3 separate regions of the Sus scrofa genome follow, and regions 1 and 3 are each linked to region 2. A link is a contact called in public Hi-C and HiChIP or PLAC-seq data. All regions are on one chromosome and are shown on one strand. Each heading gives the region's core, a stretch centred on a gene start, on an enhancer-like site or on the middle of the called end of the contact. The rest is flanking DNA. Distances are from core to core; before and after follow the strand shown.

Region 1 (3,151 bases), core at 255-2,754, 230 kb after region 2:
AATGGGCTTCCCGGCATACTTCCTTCCTTCCACACTGCTGTACCCCACCCTCTCCATTCAGTTAGTCATCAGGGCTGTCTCAGCTCCCTCTCCCCTTTCTCTGAAATCATCTTCCTCTTTTCAGTTTCCACCGCTGTCTAATGCAGGCCTTTATAATCTCTTGCCTCACTAGGTCATTCCACAAACCATGTTATAGAGCGATGTGTCAGAAACGACAGGGCCCCAGACCCCAAGAGCTCAAAGCTCTCATAAAGTCCTAACTGGTACTCTCTCCTCTGTTCTAGATCCACCTCCAGGGACTCGGCGGATCTTCCCAACTCTGGCAGGTCAGTATCTCCAAGCAGGCCCCAAGCCAAATACAGGCTCACCTCCCCAGCACAACACTCTACCACTAACGAGCCAGCACCTGCCCGCCCTCATTCCACGATCGTCTCTCCTCAAACCCCAGAACTCTCAGCCTAGCACGACGTCCTCCACGCAGTGAGCGCTCACACTCCCCTCCCCACTCCTCAGCTTGCAACGATGGCCTTTCATACTCCTACTTGTCTTTCCGGGACTCAGTTTATTTGTCGCCTACTCCCCAAGGCGGCTCCTGGCAAACTGTTCATCCGGTAGGAAAAAGACTGCACCATAACTGCGCCTTCACGGCGCGTCCCCCGAGGGCAGGGGGTTGTCTCAAGCTGATCCCCGGCAACAGAGCACAACAGTCAGGCGAGCCCAGCCGGTGTGGAGGAACTGGAAACCCGCGTGCAGCCTAGGGCGCACGGCAGCCCCTGCAACCAGCGGAGACCAGGGAGGAGCACTAGTCCCAGCTCTCCACTCCCCCTTCCGAGCGAAGGTCGCTTCCTGACAGCCTCTTCCTGCCACCCTCCCGCGAAGTCCATCCCGGGGCGGGGGTGTCACCCGTAGATTCTTGTCCCCACCACCCCTTTCATCCACCTCCTCCTCGCCTGAAGGCGTCTCTGGAGAGGGAATAGCAAAGCGCCCAGGCCTGCAGAAGACGCCACCGCGGCCCCGGCCTCTGCTGTCCGCAGCGTACGCGGCGCAGGGGGAAGGCTGAGTCCCAAGCACACAAACGACGAGTGAGAAAGCGCAGGGCGATGACTCACAAGCTGGGGCTAGGCGACTGGCAGAGTTCGGCGCAGGAACGCTAACTGGCGGCCATGGCGGCCGAGAGCGGCGCGGGCACAGGGAGGGCCGCGCCTGCGTCCCCCGCGGTCCGGCGCCCGGGACCCCTAGGGTCCGGCCGCACCCCCGCTCCCGCCGTGAGGAGGGCTGAGGGGAAGGCCCGGGGGTCAGGCCGCCACTCGGCCCGTACTTACATCTGGCTGACCAGCTTCTGCCGGAAGGCGGCGCTCCGCCAGTCGGCCTCCTGCCCCGAAACGTCCATGCCGATACCACTTTCCCACAGCCCGCTCCCGGTTCGGCAGCCGCCGCCTCAACCGCAGCGCCAGGTCCAAACCCGGAAGCCCTCGGTGGCGTCCCGGCCGCGCCGGAAGCGGAGCGGGAATTGTGGGAAATGAAGTCGCGCGCGGGCCTGTGGGAAATGGAGTGCGCAGGCCTCAGGGAGCCCTACCCCGCCGCTCACCTGGAGGCCCCAGGCTGATGGGAGCTGCACCTGACCACCAGCATCACCCGTGGCCCTACTGTGTGCTGGCCATGCAAGTCAGGGGGATCCACACCCCTTGCGGAAGCCTGGCGCAGCCGCCAGCTATTCAAGAGAACACCGTGGGGAGACTTTATTAGAGATTTATCTGCACCAACTATGTGCCCTGCGATGCCCTCGCCGCCTGGGCCCTGCCTCCTTGGAGGTTGCCTTCCAGCACCGCATCCCAAGAGCGACGAGAGCTCCTCCCACCACTGGGTCTCTCTGTTAAGACTTTTTGTTTTTTGGGTGTGTGTCTTGTGTCTTTTGTCTTTGAGGGCCGAACCCGCGTTATATGGAGGTTCCCAGGCTTGGGGTCTAATCGGAGCTACAGCTGCCAGCCTACACCACAGCCACAGTAATGCCAGATCCTTAACCTACTGAGGGAGGCCAGGGATCAAACCCATAGCCTCATGGTTCCTAGTCGGATTCATTTCTGCTGTGCCATGACTGGAACTCCTCTGTTAGACTTTTGGAATCACATGTCCCAACCAATGACTATATTATACAGGGTTTGGGGTTGTGAGGAACCCAAATCACATTGTTAATTTTTAGACATGCTTTCCTCTTTGTTGCAACAGCTATGTCCATGGAGAACACAGCCAAGTGCTTGAGGATGGCTCACAAACTTGCTGGGTGAAGGAGGCAAGGGAGATAGAGGTCAGCTGGAAGGGAGGAGAGGGGTAGAGCCTGCAGATAAAAATTCTGCCACAAAAGACCAAAAAAAAAAAAAAAAAAAAATTCTGCCAGATTGAACCTATGGAGCCTTGTCTGTGCCCCTGGGGAAAGAAAGCAGATGACAATAATCCTGGGCCCAAATGGTCCACAAGTGCTAAATAGACAGTCACCAAGGTGGGCCTCACAGAACCGGCACCTACCAAGGCCTAATAAGTGCCAGGTCCAGGAGGGGCTGTATCCACCCAGTGTCCCTGGGCACCAGGCAGGAGTTGGGGGGTGTGGAGTAGGGAAGATTGGAAAAGAAAGGTGTGAACAGTTTCCACAGTTACCCTCAGTTTTCAGGTCTTGCCTTGATAGGAGAGCTGTTCATATCTGCAAACTTTTTTTTTTTTTTTTTGTCTTTTTGCCATTTCTTGGGCTGCTCCTGTGGCATATGGAGGTTCCCAGGCTAGGGGTCGAATCGGAGCTGTAGCTGCCAGCCTACACCAGAGCCACAGCAACAAAAGATCTGAGCTGTGTCTGTGACCTACATCACAGCTCATGGCAATGCTGGATCTTTAACCCACTGAGCAAGGCCAGGAATTGCACCCGCATCCTTATGATTCCTAGTCGGGTTCGTTACTGCTGAGACATAACAGGAATTCCATTTTGTTTTTTTTTAATGGCCAAACTTGCGACATATGGAAGTTCCTAGGCCAGGGATCAAATCAGAGCTGCAGCTGCCAGCCTACGCCACAGACAAAGCAACTCAAGATTCAAGCCACCTCTGCAACTTATAATGTAGCTTGTGGCAACGCAGAAACCTTAACCCATTGAGAGAGAGGCCAG
Region 2 (3,103 bases), core at 541-3,040:
AGAGAACTCCAGACAGAGATTTTCAGTATAAACACATAGGGCCAGAAGACCAAGGAATGTGATGGCTTCAGTGGACATAAGTGATGATGTCCAAAGGCCAGTTTCCGGCAAAGGAGTGGATGACAATGAGGTAAAATCTGTCAGTGAAAAGTAGCTAGAAAATAAGATGGAGACTTTTCTCCCCACCTTCACCTGCCTATTGAGAGATCCACACACCTTTAGGTTTATGGAGGAAGCCTAGGGAGAGGCTAAGTAATAAAACCAAAAACTTGCATAGGCTCCCTGGTGGCCTAGTGGGTTAAGGATCTGGCATTGTGGTGGAGGTTCAATCTCCTACCCAGGAACTTCTGCATATAGCAGGTGCAGCAAAAAAAAAAAAAAAAAAAAAAAAAAAAAAAAAAGAATAAGAAAACATGTTATTCTGCTTTCTGCTTAATATGTGCAGGGGACTACTCCAAGCACTTTAATGTGTTATTAGCTCGTTTAACAATATATGAGGCTTGGAGTTCTTGTTGTGGCACAGTGGAAACGAATCCAACTAGTAACCAGTGAGGTTGTGGGTTTGATCCCTGGTCTCTGGCATTGCAGAGAGCTGTGGTGTAGGTAGCAGACATGGCTCGAATCCTGCATTGCTATGGCTGTAGCATAGGCTGGCAACTGTAGCTCCTATTCAACTCCTAGCCTGGGAACCTCCATATGCAGCCCTAAAAAGCAATAACAATAATAATAATAATAAATATGGCATGATGGTACCGACAGTGATCATTCTGAAATCAGAGAAACGATAAATAACTATGTTGTGTACCAGGAACTAATACAGTGTTGTATGTAAATTTCCAGGCAAGGGATTGAATCCCAGCCACAGTTGTGGCTGGATCCTTTAACTCATTGCCCCAGCTGGGGCTGGAACCCGCACCACTGCAGAGATCCAAGCCGCTGCAGTAGGATTCTTTAACCCACTGCGCAACTGCAGGAACTCCATTAATTTTTTTTCTATTTCTTTAATTCTGCACCTATATGTACGTTCAATAAACTTACTGTGACAATCATTTCAGTATGTAAATCAAAACATTATTCTTTGCATCTTAAACTTGTACGTGCTGTGTGCCGATTATAGCTCAATAAAACTGGAAGAAAATAAATATACTAGAAATGGAAATATATATATTTCCATATATATTTATAAATGTTTGACATGGAGCGATTCAGTCCAAGCCGAGCACACAGGAGAGCACCGGGACCTGAAAACCTGCTGAGTCACGAAGGCAGCGGACCAAGGCGCTGCCCGAGTTCACCCGGGAGCGGACACCACCCAGCCCCTACGGCGTGGGATGGGTTCACCCCGGCGCGAACGGCCCCGTGGGCCGGAGCACAGGGCTCTAGGTACAGGTTCGGACACGCCTTCCCCTCCTTCCAGCCCGGGGAATGCTCCCCGCAGCCATTCATTCCACCCGCGAGGTCGGCGCTGCGCTAGCCCCGCGGGGAAGGCGGTGGACCGAACCCCATCCAGGGCATGTGGCAGCAGCCCGAGGGGCGGCGGCTCCGCGACCCCTCCACTCAGCAGAAGCCCGCCCGCTTCGCTTTGTTCCCAGAGCGGGTCTCAGAGACGCCGCTCGTGCGCCGCCCCAGCCGCTTCCCGGCAGCTCCCCAGGCTGTCCAAGAAGAGTGCCCGGCGCGCGGGAACGCGCACGGGCGCCGCGCGCCCCGCCCGTATGCCTGCGCTCCCGATTGGCCGCTCCGCCTGACGTCACGGGGAGGGCCCCGGCGACCGCCGGGGGTTGGCCCTGCGCGTGCGCAGACCGGGAGCGCAGATCGGAGGGGGAGGTGGCCGGCCGCTTCTCCCGCGTCCGCCATTTTGTTGCTGTGGCTCTTGGGAGCGGGCTGGGTGAAGTGGCCCTGGCGGCGCGGCGCTGCGCTCCTGAGGGTCCTGTACTTGGCGTAGCCGCGGGTTAGGTGCGGAGCTTCGGGGGCGGAGGCCGGTGCGCGCCGGGTCAGGAGTGACCGGAGGCTCCCCAGGAGGCCTCCTCTGCCTTCGGCTTCGCCGCCGCGACCCGGGCTGGGCCCGCGCCTCCAAGCCGCTCCGTTGGTGAGGCGGCCGCGGGGCAGGCGGGCGGCGCGGAGGATGCTGCGGGCCCGCGGCCGGGAGGAAGGCCCGCGCTCGGCCCCGTAGGAGCGGGGAGCCAGAGGCCCGGCCGCCGCCGACTCGGGCGGAACGTCCAGCGCAGGCAGAACAGCCGCCCGTCCGCCGCACCATGTCCTCCGCCAGGTTCGACTCCTCAGACCGCTCGGCCTGGTATATGGGGCCCGTGTCTCGCCAGGAGGCGCAGACCCGGCTCCAGGGCCAGCGCCACGGAATGTTTCTGGTCCGCGATTCGTCCACCTGCCCCGGCGACTACGTGCTGTCGGTATCCGAGAACTCGCGGGTGTCCCACTACATCATCAACTCGCTGCCCAACCGCCGCTTCAAGATCGGGGACCAGGAGTTCGACCACCTGCCGGCCCTGCTGGAGTTCTACAAGATCCACTACCTGGACACCACCACCCTCATCGAGCCAGCGCCCAGGTACGCGGGCGGGGCGTGGTGTGGGTGGGCCCAGATCCCCGCCTTCTGAACCGCGTTGTTCTCCATAAGGCATTCCGAGCGGAAGGTAGTGTCAGCGTCTGGGTCGCTGCGGATAAGGGGGTGCATTTGAAATGTATTGAACTGTGGGTGCATCGTTAAAAATGGGCGCTTTTTGCGTCGTCTAAGTTTCATGGTAAAGCAGGATTTTGTTGTTTCTGAAACATTTTTTGGGACACAGACTGAAGATAGGCTTGGCGCCACCCGGCCCCCCCACAAGCGCGCGCCCGCGCGCGCACACACACCCACAAGTTGCACACCTTTCAAGGTCTTGTCTCTGAACTCCAGGTGAGGAACTCCTGGACTGCAGCCTTTGGAACACCACACGACAGATGAAAATGATTTACCATTTAGAAACAGTATCTTTAACTGAAATATTAACTGAAATATCAGAACTGTATCCTGGTGTTAATTTGAAATAAGCCTGGCACCTATTTTATAATACGTTAGTTAACAAAGATTTTGAAAGAGGGTGCATTGGCT
Region 3 (3,228 bases), core at 60-2,559, 140 kb after region 2:
TGCTGCCTTTCAGAGGGTTTCTAAAAATTGGGAGCAGAAGTGACAAGCAAGGAGAGTAAGAGCTCCACCACGTCACCCTGGTCACCAGCACTTGCTCATTTCTCAGCCATGACGGTCCAGACTGAGGTCCATCTGCAGCCCCAAGGATGGAAGCTTAGCTGTTGGGACTCCTGGGCAGGACTTGGGCCGGGTAGGGTGCAGACAAGGGGGCGCAGGAAGGTCTCTTCAGTTGAGGCGACAAGTGCCACGAGAACAGGAACCAAAGCCACTTTGTTTCCATGTTCATGGGATGAAGACAGGAATGCAGAGGTGGCAAGACGCCAGTGTACACAAGTCCCAGAGGAGGCCTGGTCTGCTTTGGCCACCCATCCTGCATCTACCTGATCTGGATGTGCATCCTCGAAGGTGGTAGCAAAGTTGAAGCTGGGGACAGGAGCCCAAAGGGCCAGCCCTTGGAGCAGTCCCGGGACAAAAGCAACAGAAAAGCCTGGCTACTCAGGGCTAAGCAAGCCCCGATGTGCCAGGCACTGCCCACCTCCCGCTCCCGCCCTACACCCGCCGCCCAGGCCCAGCTCTGACCTCGGGTCTCAGGCACGCTGGTCGTGGGCAGGGGCACGGCCACGGGGTCTTGGGGCTCGCTCGCCAGCCGCTGCCCAGCGCACATGGACTTCAGCATCTGGAATACGGCGAGGGGCGCCACGTTCAGCTTTAGCAGGTCCACCAGGATCCTAGAGAGAACAGACCCGGCGCGCGGTGAGCCTTCCTCGCCCGGGCCGTCAGTCCCCCGGAACCCCGAAACCCGACTCCGCCGCGCGCTCACTTGAACACTTCGGGGTCCATGGCGCCGCCCGCAGCCTGAGCCAGCTCGAACAGCTCCGTCTCCTCGGCGCTCAGCACCTTCTTCCGCCGCAGCGCCAGCTTCTGTAGGGCCGCTTCCAGCCCTGGTGGCGCCCCCGGCCCGGGCCCCGCGCCTGGCGCCGCCATCTGCTTGCGGCTGGGTCCCCCACCCGGTACAGCCCCGCCGCGCCCCCTACCGGCCCGCCGCGCCCTCCTCTCCCAGCAGCTCCCCTGCCATCCGGCGCTCAGATCCGGGCCCGGGCGGCGCCGGGCGTTGGAAGGAGACCCGCTCTTCGGCGACTGGTCTTCTCTACGCTCTCACGGCGGTGACGGCATCCAGAGTATCTCACGCTGGCATACCGTGGGCGATCAATAAATGCCCGTTGGACCCAGAGTGTACTGTTTCGCGCCGGGTCCGGTAGGAGGCGCGCCTCTAGGCAGTAACGCACAGGCCTTACGTGCACGCGCGCTCTTTTCCTAGGTGGGCGCCCCCTTGCGGTCCCATAAACCCACGGGACTACACTTTGCGCACGCGCCTTTTAAAGAAGCAGCCCAAAGAGAAAGCGGCGCTTTTCCCGTTTGTAAAGGGGAGGTGACGCCACGCGCAGCTTGATGACGACATTTCGGCGCCGGTTCGCCGAATGGCGGCCTCCATCCCTAAAGCGAGCGACCCTGTGGGTCTCTCAGGTGAGTGGCGGGAGTCGCGCGTGGTCTATCCCAATTACCTGGCGGCCACCTAGACCCTCTGCCCGAGCCGTCTCCGTTCCTACGCGAGCCCCGGGCCTCGGGCTGGGCCGGCCGGGAGCCGGGGCCCAGCTGCGCCTTCCCGCGCGCCCCGACCTTGTGGGCGCTCGGTTAACGTTCGCTGAACGAAGTGGAGCGGGGAGAGCCTGCGGCTCAGCGAGCGGTGTGGAGAGAGCAGGGGTGGATCCCGGCTCTATCTTTCCTCCCCGTGTGGACTGGCTTTGCGGAGACTTGGGTTCCTTGTCTGTGACATGAGGGCCCAGATGCTCCCTTGTCATGAGCAGCAGATGGGAGCACGCCTTTCTTCCAGCGCGCGGGCAGAGGGAGGCCCTGGCAAGACTGGCGCTACTGGCGCTGCGGGTCCCAGGAGGAACCCTGAAACCAGGTCGGGATCCTCTCTTGAAGGCAGCGAGGGCGGAGGTGGCGGGGGCGAAGTTCAGGCTTGGTGCACGGCGCAGAGGGACGCAGCAGCGAGAACCGGGGCGGAGAGACGCTCCTCTCTCCCCGAAACACCCTGATTGGGCGCCTAGGACTCATTCCTTCAGCCGCTGCCTCTGCAGACTGTGAGCAAGGAGCTAATTTCACCTTATCATCTCCAAACCTCTGCCCTTTGCAAACAGTTCAGGGTTTTATTCTGCTTTGGTCATTTTGGAATAGTGCACAATGTTCTCTTGACCACTTGGTTCAGGGCTTAAGCATTTTGTCTTCCTTGAAACGGAAACTGATAGCTAGTTTAATTAAGAGTTGAACAGACTCGGTGTTACCGAACTCAGGTTGGGCTGCTCACACTGCTGGAAAGCCAAAAGTGTTGGTAGAAAGGAAGGCTGGCACCCGGGGAGAAGACCAGCTGGTGTCCCAGGACCAATTCTTTAAGATTCTTGACAGGGGGAGTTCCGTCGTGGCGCAGGGGTTAACGAATCCGACTAGGAACCATGAGGTTGCAGGTTCGGTCCCTGCCCTTGCTCAGTGGGTTAATGATCTGGCGTTGCCGTGAGCTGTGGTGTAGGTTGCAGACGCGGCTCGGATCCCGCGTTGCTGTGGCTCTGGCGTAGGCCAGTGGCTGTGGCTCCGATTCGACCCCTAGCCTGGGAACCTCCATATGCCACGGGAGCGGCCCAAAGAAATAGCAAAAAGACAAAAAAAAAAAAAAAAAAAAAAAAAAAAAGCTTCTTGACAGTTGTTAAGAGGAAAAAAGGAGTTCCTGTTGTGGCTTAGTGGGTTAAGAACCCAACGTAGTGTCAGTGACGATGCAAATTTGATTCCCGGCCTCACTCAGTGGGTTAAGGATCCAGCATTGCTTCAGGGTGCGGTGTAGGTTGCAAGTTCAACTCAGGTACCCTGTTGCTGTGGGTGTGGTATAGGCCAACGGCCGCAGCTCCAATTCAGCCCCTAGCCTGGCCTTAAAAAGAGAAGAAAAAAAAGGAGAGAAACATATCAATGAATTATCGATGCAGGAGGTGGTTAGGCTCTGCTAATTTTCCATTGCAAGCATACTGACTGAGACTGGCTGACTTCTCATGACCTCTCTTCTGATGTTATTCTGCCTGTGTGGTGTGCCTGCAGAATTGTTAAGGGGAAAGCTGGGGGTAGAGAGCTAGTCATTTTTTAACTACCTATTTCTTCATTCCTACTTCTTTCAGTCTTGGG

Evidence for each region. A called contact is a pair of places that touch in the nucleus more often than the background predicts. HiChIP or PLAC-seq counts read pairs in DNA pulled down with a chosen protein or histone mark.
Region 1: a contact with region 2 is called in an H3K27ac HiChIP or PLAC-seq map of alveolar macrophages. The contact joins the promoter of MED15 here to the promoter of CRKL in region 2. A contact is called at or near these places in 1 of 47 Hi-C or Micro-C datasets (liver) and 1 of 2 datasets of contacts at active chromatin or transcription factors (alveolar macrophages).
Region 3: a contact with region 2 is called in a Hi-C map of liver, with 3 times the contacts expected there. The contact joins the promoter of LOC100153925 here to the promoter of CRKL in region 2. A contact is called at or near these places in 1 of 5 promoter capture datasets (fetal skeletal muscle), 4 of 47 Hi-C or Micro-C datasets (blood, heart right ventricle, liver and 1 more) and 2 of 2 datasets of contacts at active chromatin or transcription factors (alveolar macrophages and skeletal muscle).

The regions. Positions count from the first base shown.
Region 1 is chr14:50,757,806-50,760,956 of Sscrofa11.1, forward strand. It overlaps MED15 (mediator of RNA polymerase II transcription subunit 15), which reads right to left and starts at 1,505. Exons shown (of 17, transcript XM_021073412.1): 1 at 1,323-1,505. The coding sequence starts at 1,390.
Region 2 is chr14:50,527,160-50,530,262 of Sscrofa11.1, forward strand. It overlaps CRKL (crk-like protein), which reads left to right and starts at 1,791. Exons shown (of 3, transcript XM_003132994.4): 1 at 1,791-2,563. The coding sequence starts at 2,253.
Region 3 is chr14:50,663,240-50,666,467 of Sscrofa11.1, forward strand. It overlaps LOC100153925 (mitotic-spindle organizing protein 2B), which reads right to left and starts at 1,310. Exons shown (of 3, transcript XM_001929600.2): 1 at 821-1,310; 2 at 580-728. The coding sequence starts at 984. It overlaps SMPD4 (sphingomyelin phosphodiesterase 4), which reads left to right and starts at 249. Exons shown (of 19, transcript XM_001929589.6): 1 at 249-1,524. The coding sequence starts at 1,450.